Linked DNA regions of Mus musculus: regions 1 and 3 are each linked to region 2. Evidence: chromatin contacts called from public HiChIP or PLAC-seq and promoter capture Hi-C data. All regions are on one chromosome and are shown on one strand. Each heading gives the region's core, a stretch centred on a gene start, on an enhancer-like site or on the middle of the called end of the contact. The rest is flanking DNA. Distances are from core to core; before and after follow the strand shown. Region 1 holds the start of Usp37 (ubiquitin specific peptidase 37). Region 2 holds the start of Gmppa (GDP-mannose pyrophosphorylase A). Region 3 holds the start of Cryba2 (crystallin, beta A2).

What was found. Promoter capture Hi-C pulls out the DNA fragments that hold promoters and counts their contacts. HiChIP or PLAC-seq counts read pairs in DNA pulled down with a chosen protein or histone mark.
Region 1: a contact with region 2 is called in an H3K27ac HiChIP or PLAC-seq map of microglia, with 9 times the contacts expected there. The contact joins the promoter of Usp37 here to the promoter of Gmppa in region 2. A contact is called at or near these places in 4 of 39 promoter capture datasets (the HPC-7 cell line, liver and pre-B cells), 1 of 115 datasets of contacts at active chromatin or transcription factors (microglia) and 1 of 9 other capture datasets (liver).
Region 3: a promoter capture Hi-C map of embryonic stem cells shows a contact between it and region 2, with 8 times the contacts expected there. The contact joins the promoter of Cryba2 here to the promoter of Gmppa in region 2. A contact is called at or near these places in 15 of 39 promoter capture datasets (the C10 cell line, HPC-7-derived erythroid cells, embryonic stem cells and 7 more), 3 of 484 Hi-C or Micro-C datasets (all in embryonic stem cells), 3 of 115 datasets of contacts at active chromatin or transcription factors (all in embryonic stem cells) and 2 of 9 other capture datasets (embryonic stem cells and pancreatic islet).

What each region holds. Positions count from the first base shown.
Region 1 is chr1:74,503,874-74,508,132 of GRCm38.p6, forward strand. It overlaps Usp37 (ubiquitin specific peptidase 37), which reads right to left and starts at 1,948. Exons shown (of 24, transcript NM_001310662.1): 1 at 1,787-1,948. Cnot9 (CCR4-NOT transcription complex, subunit 9) reads left to right here and starts at 2,187. Exons shown (of 8, transcript NM_021383.5): 1 at 2,187-2,588. The coding sequence starts at 2,565.
Region 2 is chr1:75,434,420-75,438,413 of GRCm38.p6, forward strand. It overlaps Gmppa (GDP-mannose pyrophosphorylase A), which reads left to right and starts at 1,517. Exons shown (of 13, transcript NM_001357170.1): 1 at 1,517-1,893; 2 at 2,359-2,419; 3 at 2,518-2,615; 4 at 3,832-3,935. The coding sequence starts at 2,380.
Region 3 is chr1:74,891,722-74,896,251 of GRCm38.p6, forward strand. It overlaps Cryba2 (crystallin, beta A2), which reads right to left and starts at 1,422. Exons shown (of 5, transcript NM_021541.3): 1 at 1,356-1,422; 2 at 1,006-1,170; 3 at 225-366. The coding sequence starts at 1,166.

The sequences.
Region 1 (4,259 bases), core at 698-3,197, 930 kb before region 2:
GTATCCCCAGAACATTATTTTACATTTTATCTTAAAGTAATGAGCACCTTGGCAATGAGAAAGCCACTGAAGGGTTTCAAGCAAAGAAAGTATACGTTATTTGAATGAATGGATAGTGTTGAGTTTGGGAAGAAGAGAAAACAAGAAAAACAAAACAAAACAAAACCCAGGGAGATCAGATAAGAAAGTAGTGTTTTTAACTCATAATTACAATAATAATTCTTACTTGACAGATTCTGAGTGTCAATACTTTAGGGAGTTTATAGCACTCATAATAATCCACTAAGGTGAGAACTTTTGTTTATTTGTTTTTAGAGACGGGTTTTTCTGTGTACCGCCACCCCCCCAACCCCAGCTATCCTGGAACTCACTCTGTAGTCCAAGCTGGTCTTGAACTCGGAGATCCATCTGCCCCTGCCTCCCATTACCCAGGTAAGCTAAGAACTCTTACTCCTATTCTACAGGTGAGAATAGGAATAAGGGAGATCAAGTCCCTATGAAAAAGAACTGTGGTTTGAATTAGAAAAGTCAAAGTGAAGAAGGTCAGAAATAAATGCAAAACATATATTAGAAGTAAAACAGAACTTGGAAAGGATATGAACACATAGGATGAAGAAATCAAGACTGCTTCTCAAGCTTCTACCCAGTGTCACTGAACAAATGGCTATGTGTCATCAAAATGGACATGCATGCCGCTTGTGGTGTAGTGGACACTGGAAAGGAGAGAATTTGGGTACAAGAGACAGATTGACTCCAGTTTTTAAAGGTATCATATTTGAAATTCCTAAGGGGAGAAAAAATCAAGCTGAGATGTTAAGCAGACAGTTGGCTATTTGAATATGGAGCTGAAAATAAGAAAATCTCAAGTTATCAACATATAGCAGAATTTAAAGCTTAGAGAGAAATGGAAGTACAACAGGGGAGAACCCCAGTCCAAAACCAAATCATTTACCCTGACAAAATTTCTTACCAACTGATTACATCTGTCCTTGGGTCTTCAGTCCCTCCTTTTCCTTTTGCCAGTATGCAACACTATTCTTTTGAATATTCACCCAAATATTAACATGACAAATGACAAACATCATACAAACACACTAGAGCCTATCTGTCTGGCCCAGAAGCCTCCTCTAATACTTAACACAATAAACCAAAATGCCCCCTTAACATTCCCTCTTAGATTAGTTCTTTCAACTATAGACTCATCAGGTACTGTTAACTCGCCAAAGGAATATCTGAAAAACACTACAGTACAACTCTCCAACGACACGGAACTTTATTACCTTTTTATTTTTCTCCAGATTTTGATTTAAAATTGGTTCAATAGACACCGTCAGTGTCCTGGCTAGATATGGGTAGCAACCAAAGGCACGACAAAAATTACACTCCCTTTCAGCGAGTAATGTCTAAGAGGAGTAGGAAAGTAAAGAATGGTCAAGCGGGCGTGTGAATATCGCAGTCAAGGTTTTAATGGATATGTGGCAACAAAGTCACCTGTAAAGACAGCAGGCCTTGCAGGGAGGTACGCTGAGACCACCTGAACCTTGGTGAAGAGAGGCCAGATTTAGAATGCAGAAAGCAAGTGACAACACGGACGCGTTAAAGGAGAAGTAAAGGGGGCAACACTCGAACGGGGCACCTGTAAGGCATTGGGTATCCAAGGACCCGGGGCGGGCTAAGCAGCAGCCGGGAGAACTCTGAAGTGGACGCCGAGTGGGCGGACCGCAGGGGTGGGGTGGGGGTGCCGGGGAAAACGGCTCAATTCAGAAGCTGTCCCGGCTCGTCTTACCTGCGCTAGAGGGTCCCAGCTCCGGACAAGCTTGCCGGAAGCACAAAGTTCCCGCGGAGGGGGTGGAGCCGAAAGGCTCGGAAGGAAGGGGCTCTACTAGCCCCAGAGAGCGAGGCCGGTCTCTCTCCTAGCACACCTAAACCCGCTGATGGCGGGAACTATGACTACACGCAAACACGTACGGACGCACGCACTCTCGACGCAACCAGTCCAGGCGCGTGCGCGTAAGCGCGCAAGTCCCGCCCCTCAAGCATTCGCTCTGCCCCTCACCATGCCCAGCCCCTAACCCGGGCGGCCCCGCCCCCGCCGTGACGACACTGTAATACACATGCGCACCGTCCACTTTACCAACTTTGGCCCTCCTACCATTTTCCTCACGCGCAACCGCTTGAGCATGCGCAATTCGTGTCCTTCCAAGCCTGCTGGCCTTTTCCCGCCCTTGTCTGGCCTTCGGGAGAAAGTCAGAGTTCACGTCTCTCAAAGGATTTACCTGCGATGCTGTGGGGATACGAGGGCCAGTAGTTTGCAGACGTCATTTTGATCCCGAATCTGAAGGTTCAAAGAACATACTTTGAGATTATTTGCTAGGCCGAGGTCCGGGAGGCGGGAAAGGGCTGGGTGGGCGGAGGGTCAGAGGTGAGAGGTCAAAGGCCCGCGAAGGGGGCGGAGCGAGGCGGAGGCGGATGGCGGCACTTCATCTTGGGCATCAGAGCCGCTGAAGCTGGGACGCGGGTCCGGTGCGTCCGGCGGGAGGAGGAGTGCGGCGGCCGCTCCAAACATGCACAGCCTGGCAACGGCAGCGGTGAGTGGTTGCTCCCGCTCGGATGTCCGTCTCAGCCTGTTTTCTAGCTCCCAGATCCGGGCCCTGAGTCCAGCTGCTCCTGCCCCTAGTCGCAAGGTCTGGGGGTCTCCACACGCCGACCGTGGCGGAGCCGGACCCCCGCTGTTCCCTCTCATCCCCTCCCGCCCCCTCTCCTGGCCTGGCGCGCGGCCTCTCGCGTTGTTTGCCAGCGCCAAGGCCTGGTCCCGCGCCCCGCGCTGCCCCAGCAGGCCATTCATTGATTCCTTTGCGCCTGGCGTCAGTTTATCTGGACGCGGGTTGTGAATGCTGGGCGTCGGCGGGGATGAGGATACTGCCACGGCCATTCGCTCTGGTCCCGTGATCCTAGACTTCCTCGCCTAGGCACATCTCAGTGGTTCGGAAATGGGCTTCTAGCTCAAGCCACTTGCTTTTTGCATGAGGAAAGACTTCCTCACGCCTCGCGTTTTATCTTTTAACAAGAAAAGCAAATCATGTATTATACCTCCCTAGAGTCGTACTATGGCTTTCGGTTAAATTTAGAGAAAGTAGACTCCTTCCCTGGCCTACAAGCCCTGTATGATGTGGTCCTTAGTCACGTTTATGGGCTTGGTTTTTGTCACTTGCTCCCTAAGCTCCGACCAAGAAGTATATGAACTTTTCTGTTACATATTCTCTACCTGGAATGTCTTTCTTAGGACTCTGCCTCCATACATACACACAAGTTTACCTCAGAGTGACTTTTTCCGACCATATTCATAGTAGCTTGTAACCCCAACATTTTCTCATATAGAGCACCGATCCCACGGTTTAATTACTAGACTTTTATATTTTATTTTACTTTTACTTGTGGGTTGTCTGTACTCTGTAAGTCAGGGGCAAGTATTTGGTGAGGCCTGTTCACTTGTTTTCCCCACCACTGGGACAGTTCCTACTACAGTAAGGTAAGCACTCAAATAATGCTGACTGAATGGCTACACTCACAACCATACTGGAAGCAGCATAGTTTAAAGACACTTCCAAAGGCCAGTTTCACTTTGTTTCACCAAGGGGAAATGCTATCAGGAAAATAATGTATTTAGATTACATTATGAGACAACGTAACATAATGACTAAATAAAATATGAAAAACTACCTTAACTTCAAGTATAAAAAGAAATATTTAGGACAGCCGTGCTTGGGATTTCTGTGAATTTTGAGGCCAGCCTGGTCTATATGGAAAGTTCAGGCCACCATGATAGCATAGTGATATCCTGACCAAAAAGAAAAGAAAAACATCCTCCAGAGGGTGGTGGCAGCACCTCTGTAATATCAGCTCAGACAGGCAGATCACAAGTTCAAGACCAGCCTGGCAATTTAATAAGACTATCTCAGAAAACATTTTTAAAAAGATGGGTAGAGATATTAATTATAGGAGAATATTTGATCTGGCATGTGTGACACCCTTGGTTCAGTCTCCAGAGACTCCTCCCAAAAGTAAACAATCTGATTGGCATGACAATGCTTTTAATCCCAGCACCCAGGGAAGCAGAGGCAGGCAGATCTCTGCATTCAAGGGCAGCCTGGTCTACAGAGCGTTTTATTTAGGCCAGCCTGAGATACACAGTAAGATGCAGTCTCAAAAGGGAAGAAAAAAAGCAAGCGACTCAGCTAAGTGTAACTGAGACCTAGACA
Region 2 (3,994 bases), core at 267-2,766:
AGGATTCTAGGACCCAAGGTCACAGTGTGCGTGCGCCAGGATTTAAAATCTAGTTTTCTGGCTCCCAACCCAGGGCGCTTTCCTTACACAGAGCTGTCTCCGAAGCACTTGTGAGAGCTGTATCTCTTTTGATCTTCTACTTGACCCAGAGAAAAAGGGACAGGGATAAGTCCTGTTTAATAACGAAAGAGATAAAATGTAAAGGCTAGTCATCTGTCCAATAACATACTGTGAATTCAAATGCATCGTGTGGAGTTAGGGCCAGATATTCCTCATCTCATGGTGATGCTCGTGTCCTATGGTCAGGTTCCCCTGTCCTTTGTTGAGTCCATGCTAAGATATAAAAGGGACCTCAAAGACGCCATGGCAGCACTGACTGCCCACTCCATGTCTGCCAGACCAAGCACGGGTAGGACATTGAGGACCACGACAGGGAGGTCTAGGATCTGCAGCTAAGGCAGGGCTGAGACTGGGACCTGTGTAGTATTGTTCCCAGAAACTGGACTGCAAAGAATGAGCTTTATAATTAACGCTCATTACACACACAGATAAACTGACCCACAGATCTGCCCTCCGTCTCTCCACACCTTCCCCAGGGTGTAGAGATTGGTCCTAACACCACCAGCGCCTTACCATTCCCCAGGACTACCCCAGGACATGGCCCAAGGCTTCCTCAGGTGGACATGGCTTGAAAGGGACCATCAGACCTTTTTACCCTGGCTGCGATCCCAGGTGCTGGTGGGATCCAAACCCTCTTCTGCCTTGCTTAATAAAACTGCTTTCCTGGCTGGAGAGATGGCTCAGTGGTTAAGAGCACCGACTGCTCTTCTGAAGGTCCTGAGTTCAAATCCCAGCAACCACATAGTGGCTCACAACCATTCGTTAATGAGGTCTAACGCCCTCTTCTGGTGCATCTGAAGACAGCTACAGTGTACTTAGATATAATCTAAAAAACAAAAATAAAACAAAATTGCTTTCCTTCTGATCCTCCTCGTGCTTGTTTGTTTTGTTTTCCATCGCCATTTCCTCTCCCTGCCTGCCCCCCCCCCCATATTTATTCCAAGACCCACAGGCCAAGGTCACAGAATGTTGGAGTCACTAGGAAATCTGGAAAGCTCATTTTACAGGTAGTAGTCATCCGGAATAGGATTTCTCTCAGTGTCAAATTTCTCAGCTGGACAAATTTTGGAACTGTGATTGCTCCTTTTCTTTTGCTCAGTCTAGGCTCAGCCCCTCCAGGCTGTTCCAAAGCTGGCCACCCAGGGGATTGTCCTGTGACTTAGTGCTCCGCTGCCCCTGAGCCCATACTGGAAAAGCTTAGGTCTCAATCTCAAGTTTCCAGGCCTAACTTCTTAGCCCCCATCCTTACTCCTCTCTCTCCTCAGTTAAGCCTTGTCCTACGGTGACTTGACGGAACGCACCAGGTTTCCAGCACGTTTCCCAAGTGTCTTATTGGAGTTGGAGAGAGAACGTTTTCAAAACTACAATTCCCAGCAGCCCCCGCGAAAGAGCTCTCGCGGGTTGTAAGGAGACACGTACGCGGAAGGAGCAAGCAGTGGCAGGCGGCAGAGCTGGCGTAAAGGGAGCTAGTGGTAAAAGGATCTACATGGTGGAGGGGGTGGTGGGCAGGGTAAGGTGTAGCAGACGGACCCTGGACGTAGGGAGGGCTCACAGGGCCTGTCTTTCTCTCCTCATGCCCACGCTTGTGTTGGTTCTATAACCAATGGCTACGAGAAACTGACGTCTATTGGACTGACTCAGTTGTGGGGTCCAGGTCAGCAATCAATCTTTGGAATCCAGAGATTCCGCACCAGTGGTCGGTATGCGCACGGCTGGAGTAGTAGGCTCAGCGTTTGACATGTCAACGGAACCTGTCTTTTGATTCGAGCACATGTAGGTAGTTGTAGAATTCACAGTCAGCACCTAGAGGTGTTAGGGTTGGTGCTCATCAAATGCAGATTGATGTTAGTTCTGTACTTGGGGCGCATTCATAGGATTAAAATTAAATACCCAGAGCTCACTCAAGGTTTGTGGTTCCATATTCACCGCTGGGATTCGGAGTTGAACAGCTAGAAGGAGGAAGCAGTCATTTGCAAGGCACTGGGACTAGAGGTTTCAGGGTTTTGAGATCTGGGGTCAGAGAAGGGGGTCCGTTGAGTACCCGTGTTTACATAATTTGTTCACGGCCAAAGAGAAGTCATTAGAGATAAAAGGGAGGGCTGCAGGGTTTTGAAGCCATCTGAGTTCTGGATTGGGATGAATTTCGTGATTGTGTGCCCAAGGAGGGACTATACTGAACTTTTGTGTTTACATCCTAGGAAAGGACTATGTGTTGTAATTATTCTGTTGTGGTTTGAGGTTTAGGTAATAGCGCTCATCATGCTCAAAGCTGTGATTCTCATTGGAGGCCCCCAGAAGGGTGAGGAGATGGGGGACAGGGGAGCGGGTAGGCTGGAGAGGTCGGTGGGGTTGGGACACAAGGAAATAGGAAGCTAAAACGTTCTCCTGTCCTCTCAGGGACTCGCTTCAGGCCTTTGTCTTTTGAGGTGCCCAAACCTCTGTTTCCTGTGGCAGGCGTTCCCATGATCCAGCACCATATAGAAGCCTGTGCCCAGGTAACCCCACACTTCCTGCCCCTCTCCTTCATGGTGTGTGTCTGTCTTCCATTTCCCAGCTGCCATCTTTTCCCACCAACTACGGCTCCACGGGCTGCCATTCACAGGCGTCTGAGCACTGCTTTGGGCAGCCAGTCCTGGTGACTTCCCTGCCTCTTGCTGCTGCTCAGATTTCACACTTAGTTTTACAGTATGGAATGTGAAGCCAGGCAGGGATCTTAAAGAATAAGCTAGAGCCATAGCAGGGGGAATCAGTGATAAAGCGCAGAGCACCTATGCTGTAGCTCCTTTTCTTTATTGCTCCATTATTGGGATAGACAAGGTTTGAGTCTGAGTCCTGTCTTCCTGCTGGGACCTGGAGCAAGCCAAATTTCAACCTCTTTCAGCTCTAGTTTTCTTATCTGTAAAGGAGATTAAACCTCCCGTGCAGAGTGTTGAAGCTGTAAAATGCCTAATTCAATGCAGACCCCTGATAAATGACCCTGTCATCTTAGGCTGGAACCAAACTTAGAATAATATATAATGGGAGATGGTTTGGTGGGTAAGTGCTTGCTTGCACAAATGTGAGGCTGTGAGTTTGATCCCTGTCATCACCCTTTTAAAGAGCCAGTGTTGGTGATAGGTTTGCCATCTTAGGACTGAGAAGGTAGATCACTGGGGCTTCCTGGCCAGCCAGGCTAGCCTAATCATTAGGTCCCAGACCCCAGTGAGCGCTGACCCTGAGAAGGTGGGCTACTCCTGAGGACAGAGCCATGTAGAGATCCAAGATTGACCTTTGGCTTCCATGTGGTTGTTTACACAGGGGCTTGTGTACCCCCACATATGCATGGGCACACTTACACGAGCTACACATACAACTCAGAGACACTGCGTGTGTCTAGTATGCGTGAGGTCTTGGGTTCAATTCCCAGTGCTGGGTGTGGGAAGAGGTGACAAAGAAGGAAAGGCAGAAAAGATGACTGGATTATACATGACTGTGGCTTGGTGGACAAGGTTCGTTCTAGTCCAGGTACATGGGAGACTATAAAAAAAGGTGGAAAGGTCACAGCTGAGAGTTCTAACTTCCTCACTGTCCAAAAGAAAAGCGGGGTAGAAAGGCTGATTACCCAGGATACACACCAGAGTTCAACCTTTATCCTCTAGACTTCTGGACCAGTACCCAGATCTTCCCAGTTCCCATCAGAGGTTTCTCTGGCAACCTCTTCCTTTGTCCTAGGTCCCAGGGATGCAGGAGATTCTTCTCATTGGCTTCTACCAGCCTGATGAGGCCCTCACCCAGTTCCTGGAAGCTGCCCAGCAGGAGTTTAACCTTCCAGTCAGGTGTTTGAACATGCGAGTGTGTGTGTGTGTGTGTGTGTGTGTGTGTGTGTGTGGGTCTG
Region 3 (4,530 bases), core at 172-2,671, 540 kb before region 2:
TGCTGATGCAGGGATAGGTCCACAAATGCCACTACCACCCACCCAAGAGTTTATTCATACATCATGGGGTGGTGGTGGGTGGGTAGGTATTTCAAAGCAACTCACTTTGGTTGGGACCTGGAGCTTGGTGGCAGGAGATCAGAGGTTGGGGTGTGTGTGTGTGTGCGCGCGCGCGCGTGTGTGTGTGTGGGGGGGGGGGGGGGGGAGGAGTTGGCTGTGCTCACCGCACAGAGCACTGGCCTGAAGGACAGCAATTGGTTGCTGTGGTGGCCACTGCTTCCGCTCCAGGCACTCCAGCAAGGATAGTCTCCCTTCTCTAGAATGAACTGCTGTCCCTGGAAGTCGGGGTACTCGAAGGCCACCCATCTGAAAAAAAAAAAGAGAAGAGGAACTGGGAAACATCTGCTCAGTCTCCCTCTCCCCCATCATCACCCTGTTTGCTAAGGTTGAAAATATCCGGGGACTCAAACTATTTCTCCAACGCTAAACCATTCCTCAGATAGACCCAGCTCCTCTGGAAACTGAAAGCCCCAAACCTGAGCTAGAAAGGCCCAGGTTTCCCGTTTATCGCCCGCGGTTAGAAGGAATGTTTCAGGTTAATAAGATCGCCGAACCAGTGACTTCCTTCTGGGTTTTATGTGACTGCATAGGCAGCCAACCGTTCTCTGTACTGCTATAGTGGCAAAGGAGCCTCTGCTATCTTCAGGACCCCAACCTGGCTTCTAGGATACCCAGATGGGCAGAGCACAAAGGATCTGTCTCCACAAAGCCACCTGCACAAAGAAAACGTGGAGGTTTCAGGGCGGCCCCACGATTGCTTCTTGCCTTTGTCTTGGGGAGGGGTTGGGAGTACTGGAGAGGACAAAGATTTCTCTCCTTGATGAGTCTGTCTACGGCGCACTGGAGTGAAGGTTGAAGTTCCGGGCTCTGACTTTGGCTAGGGTGGAAGGGAGAGAAGCCAGAAAACCCCTAAATTGGCCCATTAGCCACAGCAGGATCACTCACGCGCCGTTTTCCACCTTGACTGAGCGCACCCTGCGCAGGGCTCCCCGCTCACAGACGTTGGCACAGTCGCTCAGTAGCCGGCAGCGACGACCCTGGAAGTCCTCCTCATCCCAGAGTGTGAGGCAAACGGGCGCCGAGCCCGGCGCGGGGGCGCTGCTCATGTCGCTGCAGATAAGAAGGGCAAGATCATGGGCTAACTTCTCGGGAACACTCTACTTAGCCTAAGCCTGCCCATCCCCAGTAGGGTGTGAGGAATCTAGGGTCTGGATCCGGACACAGGCTGCCGCTGTGCGGAGCGGGTGGGCGTGAGGGGAGGTTCCCTTGTTACTCCCTCTCCCCCCAGTACTCACCGAGTGAGTGAGCACCGCACCGACGGAAAATGGAGAGGCTGCGCGCGAGCCTGGTGTTCGCTGCTTTATAGTCATGTCTGGCTGCCTCTCCCTGTGGAATCCGGGTGGGGTGTGCAAGCTGAGTCAGCTGGCAGGCTTTGGCCAGCTCTGGTCTGCATAGGCAGCGGAGTCACCGATCTGGTCCCAGCCCGCATGCATGACAACGGAAAGTGCTGAGGCGCACATCGTGTCTGCCGGAGCCCAGGCTGACTCTGCGCTTTCTTTCACTGTGGTCTAAGCCTGGTAGAGACTCCTAGCCTAGGGGCAGAACAAGCAATCCCTGGCACAGACACTCAGGCGTGACCGTAAGCGTACGGTTTAGCCTTTTCTAAGACTGCGTAAGCCTGGCCAGCACAGTTCTTTCCAAAGTCAAAACTCTCTAGGTGAAGATCTTGCTTTTGGGGGACACTAGGGAGGAGGAAGAGAAGACCCTTCTCTAAGGACGCTGCGCCAAGGCCCTCAGGACCTGTTCGCTGTTACCCTTTTCTTCCTGAGCGGAGCTTTCCAAGGAGTCTTCTCTGGCACTGAGGTCAAGACCAGGCCTCGCCGCCAGGCGGCACTAAACACTGAAAAGCACCCGGGAGCGCTAGCATGGGTTTTGGTTTGGTTTGGTTTGGTTTTTTGGGTTTTGTTTTTGTTTTTGTTTTTTTCCTGGATTTTAAGAATACAAGTGCCAAGAGAGGGTTCAACTGTCCTAGATAGAAGTGGCTCTCAGTCTTCCCCCACCCTCTCGGGGACCACCGAGGCACCAGAATCTGCAGCAGTGGGGAGGTGGGGAGATGGGACAGAAAAGGCTAGGGACCCCAAAGGAGGTCTCCTCGCCCTTTTAGCTGTCATTTAGAAGGCAGGCTGATTACAGATCCTTAACAACGAGAGAGGCTAACCCAGCAGAAGAGGGAAGGAGGTGGGTGGGAAATATTTTGTTACTCCTGTTTGCCAAGTGCCTCCTCTATAGACTCAGCAGCCTGGTGGGTTCAGTTTGCACACACAAACATAAAAATTGAAGCCCAGCAGGGTGTGGGGCTTTCTTCAAATCCACACCTAGCCACTTTCATAGTTAAGAACATCCAGGAGGCCTTTTGTTCTGTTGCCAGACCCCCTACCTCAACTCCCGGAAGCTTAACCTCTGGCACCTTCCTTCTACCAACTGCTAAACCCATCCGTGGCTGGCCGAGAGCCTTTGCTTTTGCCCTTCGATTTCCCTGGGATGTTTTAACCACACATTCTTGGTGTGGCTAGCTCCTCTGCTACTCTGTAGATGGTACCAGCCACAAAACACCACCCATCGAGTACGTTTTTCTCTTTAGCCTTTATCAGTCTCAAGATCTCTTCCTCCTAGTATATGAATGCACTGGTGCCTCCTCTACTAGACTGTAAGCCCTACACAAAAGGGTAGGAGCTGTGTCTGCCTTGTTCCCAGCTATCCTCAAACCTAGCACGGTGCTGGATACAGAGTAGGAACCCGATAAAGCTGGGGTGGATTAACAAGATGGTCAATTGTGGGCCAAATGTTGACCGAGAAGAAGTGTATAAGAAAGTCTCCAGTGGGGTGGGGATGATGGTTTTCCCATCCCACTAATTCCATTTCTGAAGTTTGGGGCTGGAGGTGGGAAGGGGCAGGCAGCTCCTCCCTTAGGCCTCTCCATTCACTGGTGAGAAATGGCTGTTGAGATTCACACCTACAAACTTGAATAGTCTATAACCCAAGCCAGGCACACATGGATGGAAAATGGGGCAAACCTGAGGAGGTTTGATTGAGGGAGGAGCCAGAATTAGCTTTTAGCCGCTTGTCTATCCTAGAGAGAGCTAGCTAAAAATGAAAGAGCTGTAATTTTCCCCAGAACATAGGGGAAAACCCAGACTCCATACAGGGCAACAGCCAATCTTGGATGCTTACTATTCTAGCTGCTGTTCTGCCTCACAAGTCCTGGCTGAAACAGAAAGGAAGATTAGGCAAAACAAACAAACAAACAAACCAAAACAGAAGACCTCTCGCTGCTTCTCCCTCCATCCGACAATTATAGAGGTGGCCACTAGGGGGCGGGGCCAGTCTCCTCTAACCAGAAAGCCAGTGTGTGGGCAGTGTGTGTGTGTGTGTGTGTGTGAGAGAGAGAGAGAGAGAGAGGGGGGGGGGGGGGGGAGAGGAGGCTGTGGTGTTGACAACAGGCTGTACATCTGTGCTGTTGGTGACTGTGGGGCTGTGTTTGTCATGTTTATCAGGAGCTGAGCCTGAGGTGTGCGGGGGCAACTTCCAGTTTATGTGTTGGCCAGTATTCGGCAGAGATGTGTGTTCACTGCAGGTAGAGGGAAAATGACTCCTTAACACTAGGTGTCACTTGGGTTTAGGGGTGGTGATTTATACCAGAAGGCTACCCTTTCCAGTTGGAAATTCTCCTCGTGGCAGCAGCCAGTCTTTCCCGCACTGTCTGTACCTGCGTTTCCTCATCAGGAGAATATATAGGTCTCAGTACCCATCCATGGCTTTTAGTTCTATCTGCAACCAGTGAAAAGGCATATCTGTCTATACCTGTCTACCATTACACCTACTGCTTCCACCTACAGCAACTGAGGACCATATCTCCTGACCCCACCCCAAGCCTCAGAGACCAAGAAAGGGAAGACACTAATAATGGACAAAGGACAAGAGGCCCCCAGGCAGCCCCTACACCCTGGCTTACCAGAGCAGGACTAAGAGATTCTTTCCCTGTGCTGGATATCCACTCTTTCCATTAGCTTCCTTTCTCCACCAGGCTGGTTTAATTCCAGCCCCTGGTCTCCCCTCATGCCCCCCTCCTACCCCCAGCAGCTGGTTCCTGTTTGCTTTCCCAGATCAGTTGAGCTTAGAGCTTCCTGAAGGATGGATGCCCAGGTGGCTTTGTTTGCCAGCTCAGTACCATCCCTTTCACCTCCTCCACATCCACAGATTTGACATTCAGGGAATAGGCGGGGCAGGGGCAGCAACCTCAGACCTATACCCCCAAATCGCCTGGAGACCTCACCAGGATCTCATAACAGTTTCCACTGTGGCCCCCACTGAGGTAATCATCTCATATGGGGGGATCTCTGACATACAAACCCCATAAGTCCAAAGGCCTTATCCGCATCTCCACCCCATTCTACTTCGCCTACCCCACCC